7 separate regions of the Mus musculus genome follow, and all the other regions are linked to region 1. Evidence: chromatin contacts called from public Hi-C, HiChIP or PLAC-seq and promoter capture Hi-C data. All regions are on one chromosome and are shown on one strand. Each heading gives the region's core, a stretch centred on a gene start, on an enhancer-like site or on the middle of the called end of the contact. The rest is flanking DNA. Distances are from core to core; before and after follow the strand shown.

Region 1 (3,516 bases), core at 544-3,043:
ACTGCTGGAAACAGCTGTCCCCTGGCTTGCCTCCTTGGCTCGGAGACTTGCTGGCAAGTCGAAGTTGGCTGTTCCCAGAGCTTTTGCTGCGTTGGCTTTTGCTATTTCTAGTAGCTCCATTCGATCTAAGGGCATTAAGACATTCGTTATCCTCTACTAAGTACCTCTCCTAAAACAATGTTTTTCTCTTTATATGTAAAGCAATTCTAAAAAAAATCCCTTTATAGTGAGGAAAAAAACCCAACTTTCCTTAATTACCTCAACAAGTTAGTTTTGTTCTGACAAACAGCCCTATTTTGCCTTTTCTTTAAATGTTTATTTCTGTAAACTGAAGTGTTTGATAAACTTTATAGCACAGTTATCTAGACTACTAATCTTGATACAGAGTCTGCACACAAGCTCAAACTTACCTACTTTGTAACATCAAATTGCCATGTTACTTAACAGAAAGGCCAGTCAAAACCCATTTTTGAGTAAATCATGAAAAAAAAAAATGTGTTTTGACTTCACCCAGCTAGTAGGAAAGAGTGAGCCTCCTCTCTCTTGACCACCACAGCCATAAATGGACTTTAGTTCAGGTTACTGCACCGGTCACATCCGGCATGGACTTTACTCACAAGGTGAAAGGAAATACGTGAGAAACTATATTCTACCTAACTACTAACTAAACAAAAAACTCTCTCTCACTTCAAGAAATCTCAAAAGACTTCCAGCACCAAAACAAACGCAGGCCTAGATGTTAAGATGTCCTGGGCCTAATCTTACGAAATCCCAGCTAAACTGCTCAACCACATGACTCCCTGGCTGACTCACAGCGCGCTGAGGAAGTTAAACGCGGGGAGGAGCTGGGGAGGTGGCTCGGTGATAAGCGTCCAGAACTCAATCCCCAACACCACCCCCACCAAGGGCACAAACCTCAACCTGATAAAACGCACCTTTCTCACTCAGGCGAAATGGGGTTCTACTCCTGCTGCGCGACCTGGTTCTGGATCTTTCCCTCCACCTGGGGCGATCCTCGGGGTACACCGTCCGGCCGAAGCCGTAGTAGCGCCGCCCTCTAGTGATCGCGTAGTACGACCACCGGTGCTGCGACCTCCCGCGGGAGCGCGACCTGCTCCGGGAGCGGTAGGGCGACGGCGACTTGTAGTACCTCCGCGGCCGCTCGTAACGGCTGTCGCGGTGATAGCGGTGGCTGCGGGAGCGCGACCGGCTGCGTGAGTACGAGCGTGAGTAGCGCCTGTACTTGCGCTGGTGGCGCCTGCGGGACCGGGATCGGGACCGTCTGCTCCTCCGCGGCCGGCTGTGGCTGCGCGAGGACGAGCGGCTAGAGCTGCGGGAGTCGCGTCGGGAGCTGCGGGACGAAGAGCGGCTGCGGGAGCGCGACGACAGGCGGCTGGAGCGGCCCGAGCCCGAGGTGGACGGCGAGGCTTTCTCCTGCGGAGAGCCGGGCCACATGTCGTTCACGTATTTAGACATGGCGGCCGAGGACATGGCTCCCTTCTGAAAACGGAGATCGGTCCGCAAACGCAACGGCGTCTAGGAACTACAGAGAAAGTCAAGAGTCTATCATCCAGGTGGGGCGCGCAGTGCCCAGTGCGCGTGCGCGACACCCCAGGGCGAACCGGTCCCTGACCAAGCGGCCCCACTCACCTTAAACGGATGAAGAGCTCGCGAGGGCGAGAGAGGCCAAGCGGGCACCTTTCTCTGCGACCAGGAACCGAAGCGGGCGAGGTTCCCGATTCCAGCGACCGGAGAGCACAGGAACCTCCACTGCCAAAGTCCAGACTGGGACTGAGCTTAGTGGCGACGTCAGCATCGAAAATACTGGAAGCTGGCGCCGAGCATGCGCACAGACATCCGTGCGAAAGGGCGGGTCCCACTCTCGTCCAATCGCCAAGCGATGTTGGCTGCGCCTTGGAGACACGCATGCGCGTCAGTTGTCACTCCACCAACGGCCGCGCCTCCTCCCCATCCCCCACTCCCGCCCGCCTTCTACATCCGGGTATTTTGAGGATTTGTTTACTTCAGGGTTTTTTGTTTGTTTGTTTGTGGGGTCCTTGGCTGCTTTTGGATCTTGAGTTTTTTTTTGAGACAGGAGCTAGCTGTGTACCCCTGTCACGCCTCGAACTCGCGGCAATCCCCATGTCTCTGCTTCTCAGCTAGGGGGTCTGCGCCACCACGCCCAACTTTGTTTTTCTTTGTTTGGTTTGGTTTGGTTTAGTTTGGCTTCCTTTCCTGCTTTCGATTTTGAAATTCGGGAAAAGGAGAGGGTAGCAAAGAATTTAGCCGGCTCAAAAGCTGGATCAAGGACACAGAGGACAAGTCGGTTCCCGTGCCTCGGTCGTCCCCGGGTCATGTGTCGTCCCCTCCCTCCCCCAGCCGCTGCCCAGCTTCCCTTCTTGGCTCCTCCTATGGTGGAGATTGGGAGGGGTATCCCTGGACCCCGAAGATATAGTTTTAATTTAGAAAGGCTGCTTTAACGGCCTTGTTTGAGCTAATTAAGGTAATTTGAGGTCGAGACAGGAATTCCAACGACCACAGTTGACCTTTGAGGAGCAACAGTGATCCTTGATTGTGTGTGTGTGTGTGTGTGTGTGTGTGTGTGTGTGTGTGAGAGAGAGAGAGAGAGAGTAATTTGTGTGTACAGGATGCCACCGAAGACAGAGCCATTGTGGGCCACCAAGTATGGGGGTGTTGGGAACCCAGACTTTGTGCTAGGCAATGCAGCAAGTGCTCTTAATAGTAAGCCATTTCCTGAGCCCGATAGGTCTGTTCTAAGACAAGTGTGATTAGGACAGGACATTTAATCTTATTTCCAGGGCAAATTCCAAACACTCAATGTCATGAGGCATATCTGACCTTGAAAACTGTGGGTAAGTGAACAGCACTGAACGAAATAGCTATTTCAATATTGGGAGATGGTGTTCTTAGAAATTAGGCAGGGTTTTACAGAAGCTCTGGATTTTAGAGGGAGATGACAGAAATAAGGACTCTTTGTTCGTGCCTCCTTCCTCCTCCTTCCCCAATATACAGCGAAAGTGAAGAAATAAAAACCTTACTGTGGCCACCAGGATGGCTCAGCAATAAAGAATGCTTGTGGGACTGGTGAGATAGCTCAGTGGTTGAGAGCGCCGACTGTTCTTCCAAAGGTCCCAAGTTCAAGTCCCAGCGACCACATGGTGGCTCACAACCATCCATAATGAAATCTGATGCCCTCTTCTGGAGTGTCTGAGGACAGCTACAATGTACTTACATATAATAAATAAATAAATCTTTAAAAAAAGAAGAAAAAAATGCTTGTGGAGCACTACTGACAACCTGCAGTGGAGTGGAAGGAGAGAACTGACTTCCAAAAGTTGTTCTCTAACCTCCAGAAGCCCCCATCCCATCCCATCCACCAATGGTAAAAGTTCTCAAACTGCAGGAGCTGGAGAAACAATCAGCAGTAAAGAGCACTGACTCCCAGGACCCACAGGACGGACGGCTCACACCCATCTGGACCTCCAGTACCAGGAT
Region 2 (3,516 bases), core at 742-3,241, 1.6 Mb after region 1:
AGGAAGATGACACTTATACACATAAATCAATGGTTTTTTTTTTAAATAACGACTAGTAATGGATTAGACATATCTAAGTTTTGATGCTGACCTCTACTGTTTGCTGCCTGATTGTGGGAGTGTTGTTTTACCCACTGGAAACACTTGTCTTGAGAAAGATGCAGGATAAATATTAGCTACCTTGTAGCTTTATTGACCCAGTCACCCTAACAAAGACTGTAGGCCTAAAGCTAGGACCTGTGGATACATGATGTCAAGACCTTCAAGTCTTAATATCTGTGGAGTTTTTGTTTTTTTGAGACAGAGTTTCACCGTGTAGCTCCAGCTAGGCTGGAACTCGCTACTAGCCTCAGTTAATACAGGACCACTCACATCTACCCCCACATACTGGAGGTATGTGCCCAGCTGAGTATTCTGTCTCTCCGTGTCTCTGTCTCTGTCTCTGTCTCTCCATACAGCTAAGCAGGAAAGGTCAGGAGGCATGCCCCACAACCTTTCTAGAAGATGAAGACTGACCTGAATTCACAAGAGAAAGAAATCACAAGTGGTCCGAACAGAAATGAGCAAAGACCAGACACTTATGGGAAGAGAAACTTAGGACCAGCACTCTTTTAAAGATTTGTTTATTTTTATGTATATGAGTACACTGTAGCTGTACAGATGGTTATGAACCCTCATGTAGTTGCTGGGAATTGAATTTAGGACCTTAGCTCACTCCAGTCAGCCCTGCTAGCTCCAGCCCAAAGATTCATTTATTATAAATAAGTACAATGTAACTGTCTTAGAGGCACCAGAAGAGGGCATCATATCTCATTATGGATGGTTATGAGCCACCAAGTGGTTGCTGGGATTTGAACTGAGGACCTTCGGAAGAGCAGTCAGTGCTCTTAACCGCTGAGCCATCTCTCCAACCCTGGACCAGCACTCTTAAGTGCTAAATGTTTGTACTTAGTCTCCAGCACTGCCTGGTTTCATTCCTTGTTTTCTAACCAGTTGTGTGACCCTGGGCTAGCATCTTTTTAACTACTTTATGCTTGTTTCTTCTTTTTAAAAACATAGGAACAATTGTATCTATCAAAGAGAGCATGCCCAATACAGTGAAAATAAAAGTGTTATTACTTAGACGTTGGCATACTGTGTATCTGCCACTCTAAGAGAAGAGAAATGTAAGGTGATTGCTTTTGAGTTGAAGCTCCTGGTCTCTCTCCCTTAAGTTATCTTTACTGCCACCTTTGTCACCTTGGAACTCCCTTAGAGAGGAGGGTGTCTCCGTTCTGACTTGGAGCTTGAAAGTCAGAAGAGCAATTACTTGGCTAGTATTAGATAGACCTTGTCTGCCATCGATCTGGGTTCCTAGAGCTCCCAGGTCACTCAACATAGGACCTTTTCCTTCCAGCACCTGAAGATTCGAGCATGGAACCTGTAACTTCAGCAGCCCCCTAGAGCAAGGAGCAGGCTGAGGCTTTGCTCTGGGAGGACTCAGGGTCTTAGCCTTAGGTGTCCCCTAATTTACAGCATCAAAAGCAATTTTGATGAGCTCTTAGCCCTTGGAGGGTCTGTACTGGACCTGGGAGAACATGTGGAATTGGGACTCAGAAAAGGTGTAGTGGGATGGGAGGTGCGTCCAGGTAACTAATGGTAACCGGGCGGGGCAAGTCCACGCCGCAGGACCTCTGCGATGGCGAAAAACTACGACTCCCATGATACTCCAGAGCTGAGCCCCGCTTTTCCGCCCGCCCACTGGCTGCCGTTCCCGCGAGCGGTGAAGCCGATTGGCCCCGGCGAAGTGGGGGGCTCCCCCGCTAGCAGGTTAGTGGGCGCCACCGGCAGCAGACGTTGACCGGGCGCGCGATGGAGGGGGGGTGAGGGTGGCAGAGAGGACTAGGGCCCGCGCTCACTATTCAGGAAACTGCCGAGCGCCATCGCCGTAGCGTAGCCGCGGACCGTGAGACGCGGGGCCGGCGCGGAGACTGCGTGGCGCAGGCGCAGTGCGGGACTTCTCCTGGGTCCCCAGACAGCTGGAGGAGATAAACAGAGGAGGAGGGAGGGGAGTGCGTGTGTGAGAGCGCGCGAGGGAGTGTGAGTGTGTGTGAGCGCGGGTGTGAGGCGGTGCGCAGGGGCGGGCGGAGGCGCTGTCCGGCCCCGGCCAGGCGCCGGGCGGGGAGCATGGGAAGAGGCTAGAGCTGCCCGGGTCCCCAGCCCCCTTCCCGGGATCCGCACCCCTGCTCCCGGGAGAGGGGCCGGGCCCCCCCGGACCGACATGGGCTCCTGAAGTTGCTCCGCTGCTGGTCCTGGGAAGAGACCTGACAGGTACGGGTCGCCGCCGCCCCATCCCCGCCGCAGATGTCGAGTCGGGGACCGGCTCCCAGAGCCCCGGCTCCGGGGCCGTCCGCTCTGGGCCGGCTCCCTGCTTGGGGGCCTGAGCCCGATCGCCTCGGGACTCCGGGGTGTCCCGGGAAGGGGTCAGGCCTCGGCGGCGAGGAAGGGCAGAAAGGGCCGGGGAAGGGAGGCTAGAAGAGGACTGGCTGGGAGGTCGGGGGAGGGGGTGGGGGAAGGCTGTAGGAGTCCCGCAGGCTCCACCGGGGCAGAGGTAGAAGTCGTCCTATCACGGGACTTTTATTTATTTATTTTTTGCGGAGTTTTTGACATCTGATCTGGCGCCGATCGCACTCAGGAAGAAAGGGGCAGGTGGAAGTTTCAAGAGGTCAATGACCTGGTCTGCTCTTTCCGTGTCTCTCTGCCTCTCTTTCCCTCTCTTGCTCTCTGTTTCTGTCACCCCATACTCCTTTTCTTTCTTTCTCTCCTTCTCCTTCCTCTCTCTCTCTCTCTCTCTCTCTCTCTCTATAGAGAGAGAGAGAGAGAGAGAGAGAGAGAGAGAGAGAGAGAGAGAAAGAGAGTGAGTTTTCAGGCTTCTGGCAGTCGCAGATGCCTTCAGTGGCTCATCCTGGCACCAAACTGAACTTTGCCAAGGTGTTTGCATCATCGACTGTAGCGCTAAGTACAAAGGGTCTCTGCTTGGGAGTGGGCTATTAGTACCCACTTCAAAGGGTAAATAAGAATCGGTAGAGATAAACTGCAAACCCGCAGGATCTCTTTCTGAAAAGCTTTAGTGGAGCGTCCCGTCCCACGCCCCACCCCCCACCCCCCATCCCAAGCCCGGTGATTGGAGTTTCTTGGCGACTTATGGTTTGCTCTCCGCTGCAGGTGCATTACCAGGACTAATAAGAATTAAAAAAAAAAAAGTATGAGGGTTTACATGCGATTTATCTGAGCAGTACAGACGATTTATCTTAGCAGCTGAGTGTGACTAATTTCTTGTGAATGTCTCTGGTGTTCTTAAATCTCTTGAGGTAAATGTGTTGGTGGAGCAACTTGAAAGTTTTCTCAAGTTTGAGTTTAGAAGCTGAGTACTGTGACTGTAGCTTTTCCATTCCTTCCAAGGATGGGGTGGATGATCGGGATAAAGTGTCAGATAAGCATTTTTTTTTTCATGTGTGGGTTTTAAAACAAAGTTTC
Region 3 (3,516 bases), core at 597-3,096, 1.4 Mb after region 1:
AGCACCCGACTGCTCTTCTGAAGGTCCTGAGTTCAAATCCCAGCAACCACATGGTGGCTCACAACCATCTGTAACAAGATCTGACTCCCTCTTCTGGTGTGTCTGAAGACAGCTACAGTGTACTTACATATAATAAATAAATAAATATTAAAAAAATAAACAGGGTGGTGGGACATCCTCTTGGAGACAGGGCAGGGGAGGAATGGGATGAGGAACTGTCAGAGGGCGGACTGGGGATAACGACTGTACTGTAAAAGGATTAAAGATTTTTTTTTTTTTTTTTTTGGTTTTTCAAGACAGGGTTTCTCTGTATAGCCCAGGCTGTCCTGGAACTCACTTTGTAGACCAGGCTGGCCTCGAACTCAGAAATCTGCCTGCCTCTGCCTCCCGAGTGCTGGGACTAAAGGCGTGCGCCACCACGCCCAGCCGGCCAATATTTTTAAAAACCCAAACAACATAAATATAAATAAAATCTAACAAGGTGTGATAACACCCACCTAAAATAATGTGTTCATGTACTTGTAGATGTCATGTTGTGTTGGTGACTGTGGAGGCCAGAAGAGGGCACCAGATCCCCTGGAATGGGAGATTGTGAGCTGCCAGACCTGGTGCTGGGAACTGAACCTGGGTCCTCTGGAAAAGCAGCATGCTCTCTTAACTGCTGAGCCATTTTAAAGCCTTGTCGTGTTGTTCTCTCTGTCTCTCTCTCTGTCTCTCTTTGTCTCTCTGTCTCTCTTTCTTCCAGGAGTGGGGGAATGACACATGGTTTCTCTGTGTAGCCCTGGCTGTCCTGGAGCTTGTTGTGCACACCAGGCTGTCCTTGGGCTCACAGAATATCCATCTGCCCCTGCCTCCCACGTGTGCACACTCACACTCAGCTGCCCACCATCTCCTTATCTGGCCCCCCACACCAAATCCTTCTCCTCCCCAAGCCGCTCTTCACATTTCCATAGATTTATTTGTGACCCATTGTATTTATTAGGGTTCCCAGCATGAACATGGGTATGTGTGTGTGTGTGGGGGGGGTAAGTTTTATTTTTAATTTATTGTCATGGGCGGGGGAGGGGCTGCACAAGCTACAGTGAGCATATGGAGGTGAAAAACCTGGTGAATTGCTTGTCTTCCCACCACGGGCTCTCTGAGATTGAGTGTAGGTTATCAGGTTTGCATAGCGAGCGCTTTTACCCAGTGAACCATCTTGAAGTTCTGACCCTCCTGCCTCCCGGGTGCTGGGTTGTGGGCGTGTGACATCACCTCCTGACTCCTTTATGATCCCAGAGATCTTCATAGTGGCAAGCTTTGAGGAAGAGGGTAGGGGATGTGGTGGGAAGTTTTCTGAGGTGTTTTTGTTAAGCTGGTGGTGGTGGCGGAGGTGGCGGTGGTTAGTGGCGGTTTTGTTTGTTTGTTTTGAGACAGGGTCTCTATTATGTAGCCCTGGCTGTCCTAGAACTCACTATGTAGACTAGGCTGATCTCGAACTCTCAAAGACCCACCTATCTCTGCCTCCCCGGACTGGAATTAGAGGTGTGTGCCACCAAACCTTGGGATGTTGTAGTTAGATTTTTTTTTTCCTATGCTGAGGAGCAGAGGATTTTTATCTCAGGACCTTGTGTATAATAAGCCATCATGTTACCTCTGACCTCACCCCCACCCCTCTCTCTGTCTCACATTGCACCGGGAGGCTCTATTTTAGACAACGTCTCCTATACCCCTGCCTGATCTCACATTTGTTATGCAGTAAAGACAGATTGACTTCAGATTCCTGCCTCCACCCCCACAGCTCTGGGACTACTGGCACGAGCCACCTGGTTTGCCGTGACTTATAAAGTTGGCACAGCTGCACCCTGCTATGAACATCAAGTCCCCGTTGTTGACCTTGACTCCCTTCAGACTGTCCCTGGACTCGTCACCAGCTTCATTAGCATGTCCTTTCTCTGTTCTGTTTTGTGATACAAACCCGATTTGCCTGTCTGTGTACCAGGTGCTGCCCATGGGGATCTGCGGGGCTCTGGCCCTGCCAAATCTCTCTGAGGGGGAGCAGGAGCAAGGCTGGCTGCCAGGCCTCTTCCAAGGCCACTGCTGCCCCGGAGTTGGTGGCAGGCAGCGGGATCCGGCAGGCAGGTGGCTAGGAGCCAAGGTTGGGGCCACAGAGAGGAAGTGGCTATGGTAGGTTGGCGCTGCTTCCATCGACAAAAGCTTCAGGAGAGAACACTGTCCCCTAAGGGTGTTACAGCTTGATTAAACAGGCGCTCTCAGACAGGCTTTGGTGAAATAACTCTTGAGCCTTTATTCCTTGTGAATAGGGTCTAATATACATTTTGGAGTGGGCTGGGGTCTAAAGGCAGATGCTTTCTGTTGGCTTGGTCTGAGAGGTTAGGGATGCCCCCTCTGCACGTGGAGGGCACTTCCTGTGTTGCCCCTACGAGACTGATTATCCAGTCCTCTTCATGGGGTGTGGTGGTCCTATGTTCCAGGACAGGAACCTGGTCAGGAGTAGATTTCAATGCCTACCGTTCTCTTACCAAATTTTCTGCCTGGTGGCACGGTCTCCTGACCCACACCTATTCACACACCTCCATCTCTCACCACCCTTAGATCCATAGGTTCTAGGATGCATTCAAGAAGCAGTGCTTGTTCCCTGGCACCTCTGTGCCTTTGCATATTCTCCTCCCTCTGTTAGGCCTCACCCTTGCAAACCCCCCCAGATGTTTCTGAACAGTCAACGCACCAGGGAAGCACCTTCCCACCTCTGGGCACAATTAATTATTGTAGTGACAATTTTGGAGTTTTAGTTTCTTTAAAAAAACAAAACAAAACACTGAAATATTAGAAGAAAGTGCTTTTCTTTTCATCGAAGGGGCTGCTGGGGACAACAGCTGACTGTGATTTGCCTCATGCTCTAGCAGAGGCATGGTTTTGCCAGCTTTGGGTAGTTTCTGCGATTGTGTGATTGTTTGGAATTCTGGGAGCTTTTCAGAGGATATATAAATGCTAGGGCCCCGAGAGGTACTGTTGGTGGTTGGGGTCATTCGGGCGTGGGGGTGGTTACAGTTTGTTCATACTCGTGTTCAAAGAAGAAACAAGAACAAAGAAATTAGATTCGGAGATCTCTCTCTCTCTCTTTTCTTCCCCTCTATCCTATCCTTTATCTAGTGATAGGAGGTGAAGAGCAGGGTTGGGGGGGGGTGTTAAAGGGTGGGAAAAAGAAACCATAAACTAGCAAAGACCAGGAACAAGTCATCCTTCAACGATGTCACCCTCAGGTCACTGTGTTATCTTCATTTGCATGGGAAGTGTCCCTCCGGGCTGGATCCGGGTCCCATTCTTTGTGTCCTTTCCCCTAACATCCAGCAGAGTCTGGGAGTGAAAGTCAGGGGACATTGAGTGACACAGTGTGTGGCTAAGGGGAGGGATCATGGTCGATCACCTCTCTCTCTGTCTTTTTTTCCCACTATCATCAAAGGTTCTAGGGTGGACAGAGGCCCTGAGGGCAGGGTGGTTCATGGCATGACACAG
Region 4 (3,516 bases), core at 474-2,973, 1.3 Mb after region 1:
CTCCCTTCGCGCTGCAGGCAGTCTCTTACCCAGCTTCCCATAGTGTTCAATAAGGTCCATCTTGGAGAGGAGGTTGATGTGGGGCAATTCCACGTGCAGCATGGTGGCCAGGGAGGTACACAGGACGGAGATGAACTTGGCTGGGTCTGTGCAGTAGTGAGAATCCACAAGGTGGACAGCAGTCAGCTGTGAGCAGAAGGTACAGGGTGAGAGGAAGACTGACCTGGTGAGGGAGGACACTTCTGAGCCCACATCTCCCTCGAGAGCCTGGCAGCCCACGGATCCAGTGTACCCTTCCTTAGTACTGTTCTATTCCTTCCTTAGTACTGTTCTATTCCTTCCTTAGTACTGTTCTATTCCTTCCTTAGTACTGTTCTATTCCTTCCTTAGTACTGTTTTATTCCTTCCTTAGTACTGTTCTATTCCTTCCTTAGTACTGTTCTATTTCCTGTTCATGTGCCTGCTTGAGACAGGGCTTGATGGCCCAGAACTCTTTCTGCCTCCACACCACATTGCTGGGGTTACAGGCCTGAGATATTTTCCTGCCTCTTGTTCTTAATTTTTTTTTTCCAAGACAGGGTTTCTCCGTGTAGTCCTGGCTGTCCTAGAACTCACTCTGTAGACCAGGCTGGCCTCGAACTCAGAAATCAGCCTGCCTCTGCCTCCCAAATGCTGGGATTAAAGGCGTGCACCACCACCGCCAGGCAACTTAATTTAAATTTAATAACATCATGTCCTCCTCCAAGAAGATAGGGGGCAATTTTACCATTTTGTCCTTCCTACTATTCTGGGGACCAAACCCAGGGACTGTGGCCTCTGCTTGTTAGACAAGTTCTCTACCACTGAGCTAATCTCCAACACCTCTTCCAAGGTCTCTTGCACAGTTCCTGCAGTGGACAAAGGGTTCAAATCACACTGCACCTACCTCTCTACTCTTTCATCACACTTCTGAACACCAACTAACCAATCACTAAGCCACTTTCTGTGTAGTCACTTCCACTGTTTTTAAAATTGGGAACTGTCACATTCATTTTAGAGATGACAAAACTGAGTGAAAGGACTTTCCAAGACCATGAAATGAGTTGGGGCCGAGCTAAAATTCTATCTCAGAGGCTTTAGTTCTGCTTCAAACTTAACTCAGCCGCTATCTCCCAATGTAACTTGGGGGCGTGGCACCTATCCGCCTCCCGGTCTCAGGGATTCCTTCTGCCCGACCCGAGACACACCCTGAGGTCCCACTGGGCCATTTGGGAGAAGATGCTGCGTAGGGCGGTGTGGTGCGTGCAGAGCTCCACCTGGCCGGGGCAGTCGAAGAGAAAGTAGTGGCCTCGCAGGGGCTCCAGCTTGGCGCGCAGCCAGTCCAGGTTGGCTTCCAGGTACTCCATGCAGTAGAGCAGGCCACCGTTGGGCCCCAGGCGCAGCGCGTCCATCACGTCGCCCAGCCCCACCAGCTCGCCCACGTCCACCGCACACTCGTAAGGCAGTCCGTCGTTAGCGGGGTCCAGGTTCACCACCGCCACGCGCCGCCCCAGAGCGCGCAGGAACTCACTCATGCCCAGGCAGTACGTGGTCTTCCCCGAGCCCGGGGGCCCGATCACTGCCTGCCCGAAGGCCGTAGTCGGGGCGGCCCCCGCCATGGGTGGAGCTGGCAGCCCACGGGCGCCTCACCAAGTAAACTCAAGCAGAAAAACGAACAAACTACCCGGCAAGGAAGGGAAAAGTTCCGACTTCCGGATTCCGCCGGAACTTGTCTGGAGAGGAAGTCCCACCCACACGGCCACGGCATAGGCTGTGGTCACGCAACCGCACACCTCCGGTTTTAAGATTTCCCCAGGCTTCACTAAGGCAGATCTCCATGCCGGGTAAACTGGTTTATTCTCGCACCGATCCGTCTCTAGGCAGAGGGTAGACGTGGTAAGGGACCGCGACGCTCTCTGGATCAATTCTCTGGTCCCCTTTCCCAGCTTCACGGAGCTCTTCAGACAACCCTCAAACCCGACTGGACGGTGCCACAGGCAGTCCAGATCTTCACTGTTCTGGGCAAACCCAAACAAGCACTAGGGCCTGGAGACCAAGGGAAGGCCTTTAGGCACAAACACCCCAGGAGACGGAGGGGCTTTTGGTGATATCATCTTTGAGGTAGAGAAACTGGGCATGCTCAGGGCTGCTCCCAGGCTCTGGGCTGCTTCTCAGGTCCACAGGGCAAGATCCAGGCAGAGGGCTAAGTCCCTGCCGCAGAGTGATCCTGACCAAGGACATAGGCTCACTCGGGCTCAGGTCTGTCCAAGGCACAGCTAGAACCCTTCACAAAAGTCATATCTGTCCGAAACTTCATGCTGGTGGGTGGCTGGCGCCGGAGCAAGGTCTCCCCCTGGTCTTGGGGCAGAGGCTCATCATAGATGGTGGAAATGAGCCCCAAGCCAGTTCGACGGGGCCTCTTCAGTTGCCTAAATGGCTGTAACTTCTCTCCATGGTATCTGGATAAAACAGAGCTCTTGGTGAGAAGGCTGCTCTCTTCAAAGCCCAGTAAAGAGGTTAGCAAGAGACAGGAAGTAATTACTACATATCTGGTTTGTTCTATCAGAGCGGTCTCATGCTCATAGCACAAGAACCCGGGGCAAGGACACACTCACTCCTGAGCCACACCTCCAGCACCAAAGACAAAGCATTGTCTCCAAATTCTGCTCTCCAGCCTCTGGAGAGGAGTGTCAACTATCAGGGACCTGGGAATTTTCATTTCCACAACAGACTCCCTTATGAAGCCAAAACCCAGACTTGAGGAAATGACTTCCCTGAGGGCCCCGTGATCCTTTAAGTTGTAGGATTGGGTTTAAAATGAAAATAAGGACAGTGTCATCTATTTCTACACCTGCTGTGAAGCTGTTCATTTAGAGGGGCCCACACCCACCTCAAAACAATGGCAAGAGGGAAAGCAGACAGCAGCACAGCTGGACAATGGCCTAGGGAGCCCCTCAGGTGCACTCACCCCAAGCCGCGCTTGCATCTAGGATGCTGGCCATCTCCATCCAGGGCCTCAGGCACCCCGGAGCACCTGCTGCCCAGGCCCTGGCCTTCAGCCCAGCCCTGGCGCTCCATCACCTTCCGGCCGATGCCCTGCAAAGGAAGAAGCGAGAGTCCAGAGAAAGAAGTGGCTCAAGTGTGGCAGGGGTGCAGGCTCCATCACTTGGGAGATGGAGCAGAGATTTAAGTTCGAGGTCAGGCTGGGCTACATATGAGACCCTGCCTCAAAGGATGTAAGAAGAAGAGGGAATGGTTGGGAGGCAAAGGCAGGCGGATTTCTGAGTTCAAGGCCAGCCTAGTCTACAAAGTGACTTCCAGGACAGCCAGGGCTACACAGAGAAACCCTGTCTCGAAAAACCGGAAAAAAAAAAAAAGGAATGAAGGGAAGGGAAGGAAAGAAGAAGGGAGAGTGGGCATGCTCCTTGGAGCAGGAGGAATGGAGGAAGAGGGAATGGCATTGTGGTTAACCACACTCACTTACCTTGGTGTGGCGCT
Region 5 (3,516 bases), core at 694-3,193, 1.3 Mb after region 1:
GCAGAGGCAGGCAAATTTCAAGGACAAAAATGGTGTCATCGTCTTGAATGTTAGGTTTCTAGAACGCGCATTGCTTGCACAAATCAGCTTAGGGTTCTGTTGGTGAACCTCGCCTGATGGTGTAGGGTATTTCCTTCCTAATGCCAGGTGGAAGATGTACTTTCAGGAGCCCGGGGACATGGCTGGCTGTCTTCCTTGCCTTCCTGGTGGCTCAGCAGGCTCCGTTTTTTAACTGTAGACTCTAAAGGCAAACTGCTTAGCACTGTCTCTCTCACCTCTCACAGCCTTGGAGCCCTACACACCCCTCCCATCCCATCCTGCCACCTTCCAGTCCAAAAAGCCAGAGTGTCAGGGCTTTGAGAGCACAAGATTCAGTTTCCTTTTTTTTTTTTTTTTTTTTCTTCTGTAGGAGAAGAAGCCAGAAAATGAAACGGGAAACAGCAGAAGAGAAGGGGGTTGGGCGGCTGGGAAGGGAAGGGAAGGAAGGAGAGATTGCAGCCAAGTGCGACTGAAGATCTAGTCAAAGTTCTACCTCCTAAGGAAGGGTGTTTCAACAAACACTCTCACTTCTCACAAAAGGACCCCTGCCTTTTTTACAAGCAGATTCTGCAGGGATTCTTTATTGGACAGACAGAACCTCGAGCTTGCATGCCATTTTCCCCTGTGAATTCACGAAGCAAGGATGGTTTCTTTAAGGTCAGGGTGCTGCGAAGACTGTAAGAAAGTCAAGTCACAACCTCGGGCCCTAGTCACAAGTGTGCCTAGAGAGGCACTGACATTTCACTCACAGGACTGGCAACAAATGCTTTCGGGGGGCGGGGGGGGGAGGAAAAATGACTTTGGAAACTCCTGTTTTCTCTTTACCAGTCATTAAATTATACATTATCCACCTTACACGCAAACATCCAAGGGGCAGTTGACATCCCAGGGCCTGAGATGATAGACAGACACAGCTTCTGGCCCCCACCGAACTGATGAAGGCTAGTTTTTTTTGTTTTTTTTGTTTTTTTTTTTTGCTTGGAGAGATAGAGACCCATCTCTTTGTTCCCACCCACATTTGTGGCTGTTGCAGAAGATAAACCCCTCCCTCAGCCAGGGCTGTGGCCAGAGGTTAACCTAGACCCAAGCTACGTTTGAGAGGACAGATAACTGAAACCACACAAGGCTTTGGAATCCTGAGAAACGAGAAATCTACCAACGGAGAAGGATTTACTATCTGTTTCCTCTAAGGCGGGTGCAAAGTTGTTCTAACAGTTTCCGTTAGTTACAGGGGTACCAACTGGCCGCTCCTCCCCAACAGGCGGTTTTGTTCAATTAGCTTCCTTTTTTTTTTTTTTTTTTTTTTTCTTTTTCTTTTTTTTGGCGCCAGTTCCTGCGACAGAAACTGCTTGAGGGAGAATCCTCGGGGGTGTTCTCTGAGGTTTCCTTCCTCGTCCCATACAGTCATCTGAGGTGGGACAGAGGACTGTCGCAGGGCAGAGGTCCTTCATTGCCAGGAGGGGAAAGGCAGGGGGAATTCCCCTACTTTCTTCTCATCCAGTTGCAGGGTACCGCTGCTTGCCACAAAAACCCCAAGAAGGCTTTCTTTTGCCTATTCATATTGTCTATCGTGTGCCAGGTCCTGTGCTGAGCTGGGGTGGCGGAACACCGAGAGAACGCGTGGCTCTGGGGCAGCGCCCGGGTCCAGCCTCGGCTCACACCGGGAAGTCAGAGGCTGCTCACGGCAGGGGACTGGGGTGAGAGCCCCGACCCGGGAGCGCAGCGCCCGCGCACAAACTGCTGGCGAGTCAAGAGGCCTACTCCTCAGGTGTCACCACGCCGGGAAGGTGCGACTCACCGCCGCCGCCTCGGCCCCCGCCCTAGCTGGGGTCAACATGGCCGCCGAGGAGGGGGGCGGGGCGCTCCGAGTCCGGGCAGGAGCGGGGCGGGGCCGCCGTCGGCCGAGCCGGCGCGCAGGCGCGGCACGGACGGGACCCGGATGGAGGCGCTGAAGTTGGAGCTCCGCGGGGGTGGTCTGGACGCGCGGGCGCGGAGGATCCGGCGCCAGCTCTGCAACTCTGGAGTCCTCCGGGGAGGGAAGCTGTCAAACGCAGGCCGAGAGAAATTAGGCGGAGGCTGTAGAGAAGCGAGGAGCCCCGCCCCTCCGCCATAGCAGCCTCCGGCGCCGCCTCTTCCTTTGCAGCCTCCGGCCCTCGTCTGCTTCCGGCCCCGTTGCCTGGCCCGGCCCCGCGATTCCCCCGGGACGAAGCCCTGGGCCGTGGCTCCCTTGGGGTGAGGGTCACTGTCCCGTCCTGGGTAGGAACTGTGTCCGAAAAGAGCAGGCTGGAACGGGCTCCCAGTATGGCAGGGCTTAGCAGAAGGAGGCGGCTCGCTCCACGTTGCCTCTGGGTCATAACGCAGCACCCATTTGAGAGTATTAGCCTTCCGCAGAAAATCCAGGACTCCAGTTCAACAGATCTTTCCCAGTTAGGGCCCATCACCATAAGCTTCCAGCAACAACATGTGCTACAGTTGGAGAAAGTTCTGGGCTAAGCCTTGGATGTCCTGGCTGGACAAGGAATGCATACCCTTTGTTTATGGCAAAAAGCTCTCCTGACTGTGGACATAGGTTTTAGAAAGCAGTGCGTGAGGAGCTTTAAGTGGTGGGCGTGTCACTTGGCTCCAGTGAGCCTCAGTTTTCACATCCATAAAATGGCGATGGTAATTACACAGTCTTACTGGTGTCTAATGAGATCTCTGGAGCCTATTTCACGGGTAAATTAAAGAAAAATGAAACTGGTTGGTTCTAAGCATCCGGCCAGTTAAGAGTCTGATTTGGCAAGGGGCTTCTTTCAAAGGGGTGTTGGCAAAATAGCTAGAGAGATAATTGACTGTCTTGATTTTACTTTGTTTAACTTGAGTGTGGGTTGCATCTCCTGTGGCCACTGATGCCAGAGTTTGAAAGAGGGAAGGACTGAGAATCAAGATGCAGAGGTGGATTCAGTACTTTTCCTCTCTCTGCCTCCTTTGTGCGTGCGGATTGGAGGCCAGGGAAAAGAGAGGGAGGGAGGGAGAGATTGATTGAGTTTGAGTTGGGTGTCCATGTTTCTGTCATTTATTTGGGTTTAGTGAATCCAGTGTTGGAGATATCGTGGGTAGTCAGAAAATGCTGTTTCCTGCGGCTTAACTTTAAACTGAATTGTCCTAAATAAACCGACATGGAGTTGGGAGGTGAGGGGGCCTCCTTTTCTCCCGGTCTCCTGGTGATGAAGTAAGCAGCAGGCGCCCCCTCGTGCCGAGGATGGGGTACTACCGCTATTAACCAGTCTTGTTCCCTTGGCGGAGAATTTTTTCTTTTCTCCCATGCTTTCTGTGACTTTGTCATTTGCTTTTTTTTTTTTTAATTCTATTTTATGTGCATATGTTTATGTATATATGTGTGGAGCTACAGGTGCGCCTTGGCACACCTAAGTGAGGACAGAGAACAACTTTGTGGGAGTGTCTTCTCATCTTCAGCCTATGGGTCACTGTAGTGGC
Region 6 (3,516 bases), core at 752-3,251, 1.2 Mb after region 1:
GTTCCATCGCCTTGGCAGGTTGGTTTGGTTCTTGGTTGGGGGATGGGAGAGCAGAGGGGCTCTGGCCATGGCTCCATTCTCAGTTTACTACGGAAGGTTTGTAATGTGGGGTGTTCTTGATTTTTCTTGGGGGTAGAAGAAATGACTTAGCCTTTCAGAATTATTTCTGTTGACCCATGACATGATCAGAACTCCAGGGGCCTGCAGAGCCCACAAGTTCTAAAATAATGGTCTGTGGTCCAAAGTCTCCATTTATAAAATCTGGGAGGAAAAGAGGCCTTTGTCATTGATGCTTTCCCAAGGCAGTCTTGGTCCTGGTGAGACGCTGGAATTCCCTCTGGTTTCTCCTGGCTTGCCCTGTCAGAGCATTCCAGGCCTGCCTGAGAAGAAAAGGCTGCTGTGGAACTGGTGAGGCCTGTAGGTCTGGACAACTCTGAGCTTTTCCGCGAATGCCTTGATCTTCACAGATAAACCTGGCCTTAGGGTCTCTGGTAAACTTCAAGGAGTCTTACACCTTAGGATAGACAGCAGATCTGAGGGGCATCCGTTTTCTGTGTGACCTGTTAGGCTCTTTTTCTCTCTTTATAGAGAAAATGGTTTCCATTTTCTGCATCCCTCTTCTGCAGTGGTTTTTGAACAGAGGTTCTTTCAGTCCCTGGAGCCTCTTCTGTGGGCTGTTTACAGTCTTCCAAGGTACTTGCCTTTGAAGATTGGGCTACTGGCCATTGTGAGCTAGGTTCCCTTAGGAAGTGCTAATGGAGCTTGGTTTGCCTGGAGGACTGTCTTAAGCCCCCAACGCATCAGTAGCCACCATTTTAAGAGAAGTGGTGGGATGACCACGTTTGATTTTCAAACCTCCTGACACTGATCTGATCCGGTGGTTGGATTTGTTCACAACGTAAGTGCCTTTCTTTTCTCTTTTCCTCCTTTTCTCTGGCTAAGTAGACAAGATGCGGCTTCGGCCACTCACTCCACTTTTTATAGCCACACACTTCTGCCCTCTGACTTTAAGTGACCTGGGCAGTCCCCTCCCTTCAGTCTGTTGGTAAAATGGGGGGGGGGGAGATAATCCAGACCTCATGCCCCCAGGGCCTTGTCAGAGAGGGCTAATGAGGGCAGGGCACGGGAGAACCGATAGTTTGAACAATGGTCAGTCCTCCTTTGGGGCTAGCCAAAGGGGGGGAAAAGCAGGGCTCGCTCAGCTGGGTCTCTAGAGCAGGTCTGCAAAAGGCTTTGAAGAAGAAAAGTGCTGCGGAGGTGCTAAGTCGCAGCCAAGAGCCCAGGCCCGGTGCCAGGGGGTCAGGTCCCGGCCGCGGCGGCCGCGGTTTCGGGCTCAGGCCAATTTTGCAGGCGCGGGTAAAGTTCACGCGGCCCGCTCCCTTTGGAGCGGCCGGGAGGGGACAGGCCAGGCTGGGAACGCGGCGAGCGAGGCGGCGCAGGCTCCGGAGGCGCGGGCTCCGGGCCGGGTTTTCCCCGAAGCCTTCGGCGGCGGCGCAGCCGAGCGAAAGAGGCTGAGGGCTTGCCGCCGCCGCCGCGGCTCCTTCTCTCCCCTCCTCCTTTGTGAGGGGAAGGGAGCGAGTCCATTCCACGGCCTGCGCCCGCTCCGCGCTCCAGTCCTGGTTTTTCAGGCGGCCGCGACGGCGCTGGGTAAAATGGCAGTGCTGAGCCTCGTGTCGGAGTGAGGGGGACTCGGAGGAGAGTGGGGCGCTCTAGCTGCTCAGTCCCGCCGCCCGCCCGCCCGCTCTCTCGTTCGCTCTCTCGCCCGCCCGCCCGCCGCCAAGCAGCAGCCTCGGCCCGAGCCGCGGCCGGGGAGGCGAGGCAGGGCGCCCGCCAGAGCAGCGCTCCTACTCTGCCTCCCGGCGCCCCGTCCGCCGCCGCGCGCCCTCCAGCCCGCCCGCCCGCCCGCCCGTCCCGGGTCCCCCCTCCCCCCCCGCTCCCTCCCTCCTTTCCCGCCCCCTCCCCCTCGCCTCCCTCCCTCCCTCCCTCCTCCTTTCTCCGGCAGCAGAAAGCGGAGAGTCACAGCGGGGCCAGGCCCTGGGGAGCGGAGCCTCCACCGCCCCCCTCATTCCCAGGCAAGGGCTTGGGGGGAATGAGCCGGGAGAGCCGGGTCCCGAGCCGCCAGAGCCCGGAGCAGCTGAGCCGCCGGCGCCTCGGCTGCCGCCGCCGCCTCCTCCTCCTCCTCCGCCGCCAGCCCGGAGCCTGAGCCGGCGGGGCGGGGGGGAGAGGAGCGAGCGCAGCGCAGCAGCGGAGCCCCGCGAGGCCCGCCCGGGCGGGTGGGGAGGGCAGCCCGGGGGACTCGGCCCCGGGGCGGGGTGGGAGGGGGGAGAAGACGAAGACAGGGCCGGGTCTCTCCGCGGACGAGACAGCGGGGATCATGGCCGCGCAGGTCGCCCCCGCCGCCGCCAGCAGCCTGGGCAACCCGCCGCCGCCGCCCTCGGAGCTGAAGAAAGCCGAGCAGCAACAGCGGGAGGAGGCGGGGGGCGAGGCGGCGGCGGCAGCGGCCGAGCGCGGGGAAATGAAGGCAGCCGCCGGGCAGGAGAGCGAGGGCCCCGCCGTGGGGCCGCCGCAGCCGCTGGGAAAGGAGCTGCAGGACGGGGCCGAGAGCAATGGGGGTGGCGGCGGCGGCGGAGCCGGCAGCGGCGGCGGGCCCGGCGCGGAGCCGGACCTGAAGAACTCGAACGGGAACGCGGGCCCTAGGCCCGCCCTGAACAATAACCTCCCGGAGCCGCCCGGCGGCGGCGGCGGCGGCGGCAGCAGCAGCAGCGACGGGGTGGGGGCGCCTCCTCACTCGGCCGCGGCCGCCCTGCCGCCCCCAGCCTACGGCTTCGGGCAAGCCTACGGCCGGAGCCCGTCTGCCGTCGCCGCCGCGGCGGCCGCCGTCTTCCACCAACAACATGGCGGACAACAAAGCCCTGGCCTGGCAGCGCTGCAGAGCGGCGGCGGCGGGGGCTTGGAGCCCTACGCCGGGCCCCAGCAGAACTCGCACGACCACGGCTTCCCCAACCACCAGTACAACTCCTACTACCCCAACCGCAGCGCCTACCCCCCGCCTCCCCAGGCCTACGCGCTGAGCTCCCCGAGAGGTGGCACTCCGGGCTCCGGCGCGGCGGCGGCCGCCGGCTCCAAGCCGCCTCCCTCCTCCAGCGCCTCTGCCTCCTCGTCGTCTTCGTCCTTCGCACAGCAGCGCTTCGGGGCCATGGGGGGAGGCGGCCCCTCAGCGGCCGGCGGGGGAACTCCCCAGCCCACCGCCACCCCCACCCTCAACCAACTGCTCACGTCGCCCAGCTCGGCCCGTGGCTACCAGGGCTACCCCGGGGGCGACTACGGCGGCGGGCCCCAGGACGGGGGCGCGGGCAAAGGCCCGGCGGACATGGCCTCGCAGTGCTGGGGGGCTGCGGCGGCGGCGGCGGCGGCGGCAGCGGCCGTCTCGGGAGGGGCCCAACAAAGGAGCCACCACGCGCCCATGAGCCCCGGGAGCAGCGGCGGCGGGGGGCAGCCGCTCGCCCGGACCCCTCA
Region 7 (3,516 bases), core at 687-3,186, 1.0 Mb before region 1:
AGTGAACTTAGTTCCACTTCCTCCAGCACACAGCTCTAAACACAACAACCCAGCCAGGTGTGGTGGCTCGCGGCCCGAGGCCTGAGGCCCAGCGCTTGGGAGATGGAAGCAGGGGGAATCAGAAGCTCATGGCTGCTTTCAAGTTGCTACACAGCAAACTTGAGGTCAGCCTGAGATATGTGAGAAATTTTTAAAAAGCCCAGGGTCGAAGAGATGGCTCCACAGAAGATCTGAGTAGGGTTCTCAGACCCAAGTCAGATAGCTCACCTGGTGGTGCATGCCTTTAATCCCTTTAATAATCCCAGGACTTGGGAGGCAGAGGCAAGTAGATCTCTGTGAGTTCAAAGCCAGCCTGGTCTACTAATTGAGTCCAGACAGCCAAGGATGAGTAAGCCTGCCTTTAAAAACCAAACCAAACCAAAAACGGAACAACCAAACCAAACCAAATGAAATAAAAGTGCCATCTTGTGCCATAAGACTCATGAGGGATCATTTCCTCACACTAGTTTGTAAAAATTATCCCTAGCTGGGCATGGTGGTCCATGCCTGTAAGCCCAGAGTCATAGCAGGCTCTGAGTTTGAAGCTAGCCTGGTCTATGTAGTGAATACCAAAGTTATATAGAAAGAAACTTTGTCTTAGATAGATAGATAGATAGATAGATAGATATTATGACCCACCATGTTACTTAATTCTCATTCTCTCCCCCTCTCCCCCTCGGGTTTATTTCCTTAACTTTTCACGTTGATATTTGCCTTTTCATTTGATCCCTGAGCAATCATTGGAAGTGGGTAGACTAAAGATGCAGAAGTGGCTTTCTTTTTCTTTCCCATTTTTTTTGTTTTTGTTTTTTTTTTTTTTTGTTTTTTTTTTGTTTTTGTTTCTTTCGACACAGGGTTTCTCTGTGTAGTCCTGGCTGTCCTGGAACTCGCTTTGTAGACCAGGCTCCCCTCGAACTCAGAAATCCGCCTGCCTCTGCCTCCCGAGTGCTGGGATTAAAGGCGTGAGCCACCATGCCCGGCCAGAAGTGGCTTTCTGGGCTTTCTGAGAGGCACCCACGAGCTGCAAGGAAAGTAGTTTTTCCAAGTGCTAATACAATGCCTAAACTCCCCAACATAAAATCGTAACAGCGCCATCACAGAGCTGAGGGTGTAGCAGTGACGCTGGCGCTGATCGCTCCTAAGTCCAACTCTCACAAAGCACCACCACCGACTGACTGGTCACTCACTAAATCATCCTGAGACTCTGCATTTTACGTATAAGCAAGCTGAGTACACACCTCTGTCACTCAGCCTAGAAAGTGGCAGATCACCCGGACACCAGTTTGCGGTTTAGCCAGCACAGCTCTTTTTGCCCCCCCCCCCTTCCTTCAAATAACTGCGCGTGGTCAGAATGCCAGGACCAAACATGCCCAAAGGACAGTTCTGAGGGAATCCCTGTCCGGCCCACGCGATCCAAGTTCTCCCCAGGCGTCCATAAAAGCAACAAGGGCCGAGTAAGGCGGCAGACAGGGATGCTTGTGTTTCCCACACTGAACACTGTTTTCCACTAATGAAGGGCCGGAGAGATCCGAAGCTCAAATAGGGGAAGGAGTCAGGGTCACCGTAAGGGAGGTAGGACGCCCAGGATGGTGTCCCCGGTCTCCACAGTCACAGCGGGTCGATTCTCTTCCCGCCGCCTCAGTTTCCCCGTTTCTTGCAATGGATCTGAGCCAGACCGGCTGGGTCCGGAACTCTCAAATCCTCCCGGCAACAGTCCCTCGAGCGGTCCCGCTCCTCCGCCTGTCACAGCAGCTGAGGAGGCCCGCCCGATCCCATGACTGTCACCCGCCTGGGGAGCACTTACAGCCCGGAGGGACGTCAAGCCCACCAGCCTCCGCGGGAAAGCCTTCCTCACTGACGCCATCTTCACTCCGGAGGCCAACCCACTGGGCACCACGTGACCGCCGATCCCTCTGTGGGCGTGGTTAGGGCCGGAGGCGGTGCATCGCTCCTCTTGTGAGGCTCCCAGTTTGGTTCCTCCCCTCAGCCTGTCTGTTTTCTTTTCCTACTCCCCTCTAAGTAGCTCTACCCTCCAATCATGCCCACTCCATGATTTTCTGAACACGTGTCCCATGAAGAGCCATGACATTTGACAGCCCATGTGTAGATCCCGAGATTTTTTTCACCTCCACCTGCTTCCCCCACGTCTTAAATCACGCCCGGTTCCAATCCAGGGCCATTTATCTGCCTTCTGAAAGGCGTTGTGTTCCCAGGGCGTGTTGGGGTTGAAGATGACTGGGAAGCTGGTGGGCCAAGCCGATGGCTCCTTTAGTCTTAAAGGAACAGGGAAGGCAAGAAGGCCTAGGTTAGCGAAGGACTGCTATAACTGTGGGCTTCTAGGGGCTACTACTGGTGCTCGGGTGACTTGTGAAACCCTGAAGCTAGCCATTAGGAAATCATTGTGTCCCTGTGTATACACTGTCTTACTTCCTTCTTGTCTTCCCGTCCTCAGCCTCAGTGGGGAAGTCTTCAAATGACTAAACATGCGTGTGCATCATGCAGAATGGCGCAGATCCCGCCCCAAAGGTTAAGGTCACAAAGTAGAATATAAAGGTTCACTGTGGAGCTGGTGAGATGGCTCAGCGGGTAAGAGCACTGACTGCTTTCCCGAAGGTCCCGAGTTCAAATGGTGGCTCACAACCACCTGTAGTGAGATCTGGCCCTCTTCTGGTATGTCTGAAGACAGCGACCATGTACTTATTAAATAAATCTTTGGGCCTGAGTGAGTGGTGGCCGACTAGAGCGAGCAGATGTCCTAAAATTAAATTTCCAACAACCACATGAAGGCTCACAACCATATGTACAGCTATAGTGTACTCATATACTCCATGTAGACCAGGCTGACCTAAACTCAGAGATCTGCCTGCCTCTACTTCTGCCTACTAAGTGCTGGAGTTAAAGATATGTGCCACGATGGCCACCAAAGTTTTAAATTATTACTAGTGTATTTACTTCATGTGCATGGCTGTTTTGCCTACATGTAAGTCTATGTAGAACACCTGTGAGGCCATAAGAGTGAAGCAAGAAAAACATCTTTGCTAAATCCTGACCTGACCTTGGGCTGACATTGAGGTCAGCTTGACCCTCAGGCACTTACAGGAATTTTTGCTAACCTGCTCTGGCCTGCTTTTGTAACCACAAGGCTTTCTGCTCCCATCAAGCAAAAACAAACCTGTCTCCACCTCTACTTTGTTTTTTTTTTAATATTTACTTATTTTATGTATATGAGTACAGTGTAGCTGTACAGATGGTTGTGAGCCTTCATGTGGTTGTTGGGAATTGAATTTAGGACCTCTGCTTTCTCCGGCCCACCCCACTCACTCCTGCCCAGAAGAGGCCGTCAGATCTCATTACGGGTGGTTGTGAGTCACTGTGTGGTTGCTGGGATTTGAACTCCGGACCTTCAGACTCTTACTTGCTGAGCCATCTCACCAGCCCTGTTTTTTGGTTTTTGTTTTGTTTTTGTTTTTCCGAGAC

The links. Promoter capture Hi-C pulls out the DNA fragments that hold promoters and counts their contacts. A called contact is a pair of places that touch in the nucleus more often than the background predicts. HiChIP or PLAC-seq counts read pairs in DNA pulled down with a chosen protein or histone mark. Capture Hi-C pulls out chosen DNA fragments and counts their contacts.
Region 2: a contact with region 1 is called in a promoter capture Hi-C map of pre-B cells, with 2.5 times the contacts expected there. The contact joins the promoter of Wdtc1 here to the promoter of Rsrp1 in region 1. A contact is called at or near these places in 2 of 39 promoter capture datasets (liver and pre-B cells).
Region 3: a contact with region 1 is called in a Hi-C map of liver, with 2.6 times the contacts expected there. The contact joins the enhancer-like site here to the promoter of Rsrp1 in region 1. A contact is called at or near these places in 4 of 39 promoter capture datasets (cranial neural crest, embryonic stem cells, liver and 1 more), 1 of 484 Hi-C or Micro-C datasets (liver), 2 of 115 datasets of contacts at active chromatin or transcription factors (embryonic forebrain and hepatocytes) and 1 of 9 other capture datasets (adipose tissue).
Region 4: a contact with region 1 is called in an H3K27ac HiChIP or PLAC-seq map of bone marrow-derived dendritic cells, with 4 times the contacts expected there. The contact joins the promoter of Gpn2 here to the promoter of Rsrp1 in region 1. A contact is called at or near these places in 4 of 39 promoter capture datasets (cranial neural crest, embryonic stem cells, liver and 1 more), 1 of 115 datasets of contacts at active chromatin or transcription factors (bone marrow-derived dendritic cells) and 1 of 9 other capture datasets (adipose tissue).
Region 5: a contact with region 1 is called in an HNF4G HiChIP or PLAC-seq map of pancreatic cancer cells. The contact joins the promoter of Pigv here to the promoter of Rsrp1 in region 1. A contact is called at or near these places in 1 of 39 promoter capture datasets (liver), 1 of 484 Hi-C or Micro-C datasets (LSK cells), 1 of 115 datasets of contacts at active chromatin or transcription factors (pancreatic cancer cells) and 2 of 9 other capture datasets (adipose tissue and liver).
Region 6: a contact with region 1 is called in a promoter capture Hi-C map of liver, with 2.0 times the contacts expected there. The contact joins the promoter of Arid1a here to the promoter of Rsrp1 in region 1. A contact is called at or near these places in 2 of 39 promoter capture datasets (liver and pre-B cells), 1 of 484 Hi-C or Micro-C datasets (CD4 T cells), 1 of 115 datasets of contacts at active chromatin or transcription factors (pancreatic cancer cells) and 1 of 9 other capture datasets (liver).
Region 7: a promoter capture Hi-C map of adipose tissue shows a contact between it and region 1, with 2.0 times the contacts expected there. The contact joins the promoter of Hmgcl here to the promoter of Rsrp1 in region 1. A contact is called at or near these places in 1 of 484 Hi-C or Micro-C datasets (cortical neurons), 2 of 115 datasets of contacts at active chromatin or transcription factors (acute myeloid leukemia and stem cell-derived neural progenitor cells) and 2 of 9 other capture datasets (adipose tissue and liver).

Annotation. Positions count from the first base shown.
Region 1 is chr4:134,921,902-134,925,417 of GRCm38.p6, reverse strand. It overlaps Rsrp1 (arginine/serine rich protein 1), which reads right to left and starts at 1,793. Exons shown (of 5, transcript NM_023665.3): 1 at 1,651-1,793; 2 at 936-1,543; 3 at 1-125. The coding sequence starts at 1,491.
Region 2 is chr4:133,337,790-133,341,305 of GRCm38.p6, reverse strand. Wdtc1 (WD and tetratricopeptide repeats 1) reads left to right here and starts at 1,991. Exons shown (of 16, transcript NM_199306.4): 1 at 1,991-2,310.
Region 3 is chr4:133,561,816-133,565,331 of GRCm38.p6, reverse strand. No RefSeq gene overlaps it. Among named protein-coding and RNA genes, the nearest start is that of Nr0b2, 10 kb to the right of the region's middle. Within about 2 kb of position 1,846, at least 56 of the 459 cell types and tissues checked have an H3K27ac peak or open chromatin away from gene starts, as enhancers often do. A contact at or near this core is called in hepatocytes and liver, where this site is marked.
Region 4 is chr4:133,582,580-133,586,095 of GRCm38.p6, reverse strand. It overlaps Gpn2 (GPN-loop GTPase 2), which reads right to left and starts at 1,723. Exons shown (of 5, transcript NM_133884.2): 1 at 1,227-1,723; 2 at 30-186. The coding sequence starts at 1,637. It overlaps Gpatch3 (G patch domain containing 3), which reads right to left. Exons shown (of 7, transcript NM_172876.2): 5 at 3,503-3,516; 6 at 2,987-3,114; 7 at 1,854-2,477. The coding sequence ends at 2,264.
Region 5 is chr4:133,671,074-133,674,589 of GRCm38.p6, reverse strand. It overlaps Pigv (phosphatidylinositol glycan anchor biosynthesis, class V), which reads left to right and starts at 1,943. Exons shown (of 4, transcript NM_178698.5): 1 at 1,943-2,271.
Region 6 is chr4:133,752,470-133,755,985 of GRCm38.p6, reverse strand. It overlaps Arid1a (AT rich interactive domain 1A (SWI-like)), which reads left to right and starts at 2,001. Exons shown (of 20, transcript NM_001080819.2): 1 at 2,001-3,516. The coding sequence starts at 2,375.
Region 7 is chr4:135,944,868-135,948,383 of GRCm38.p6, reverse strand. Hmgcl (3-hydroxy-3-methylglutaryl-Coenzyme A lyase) reads right to left here and starts at 1,936. Exons shown (of 9, transcript NM_008254.3): 1 at 1,844-1,936. The coding sequence starts at 1,903.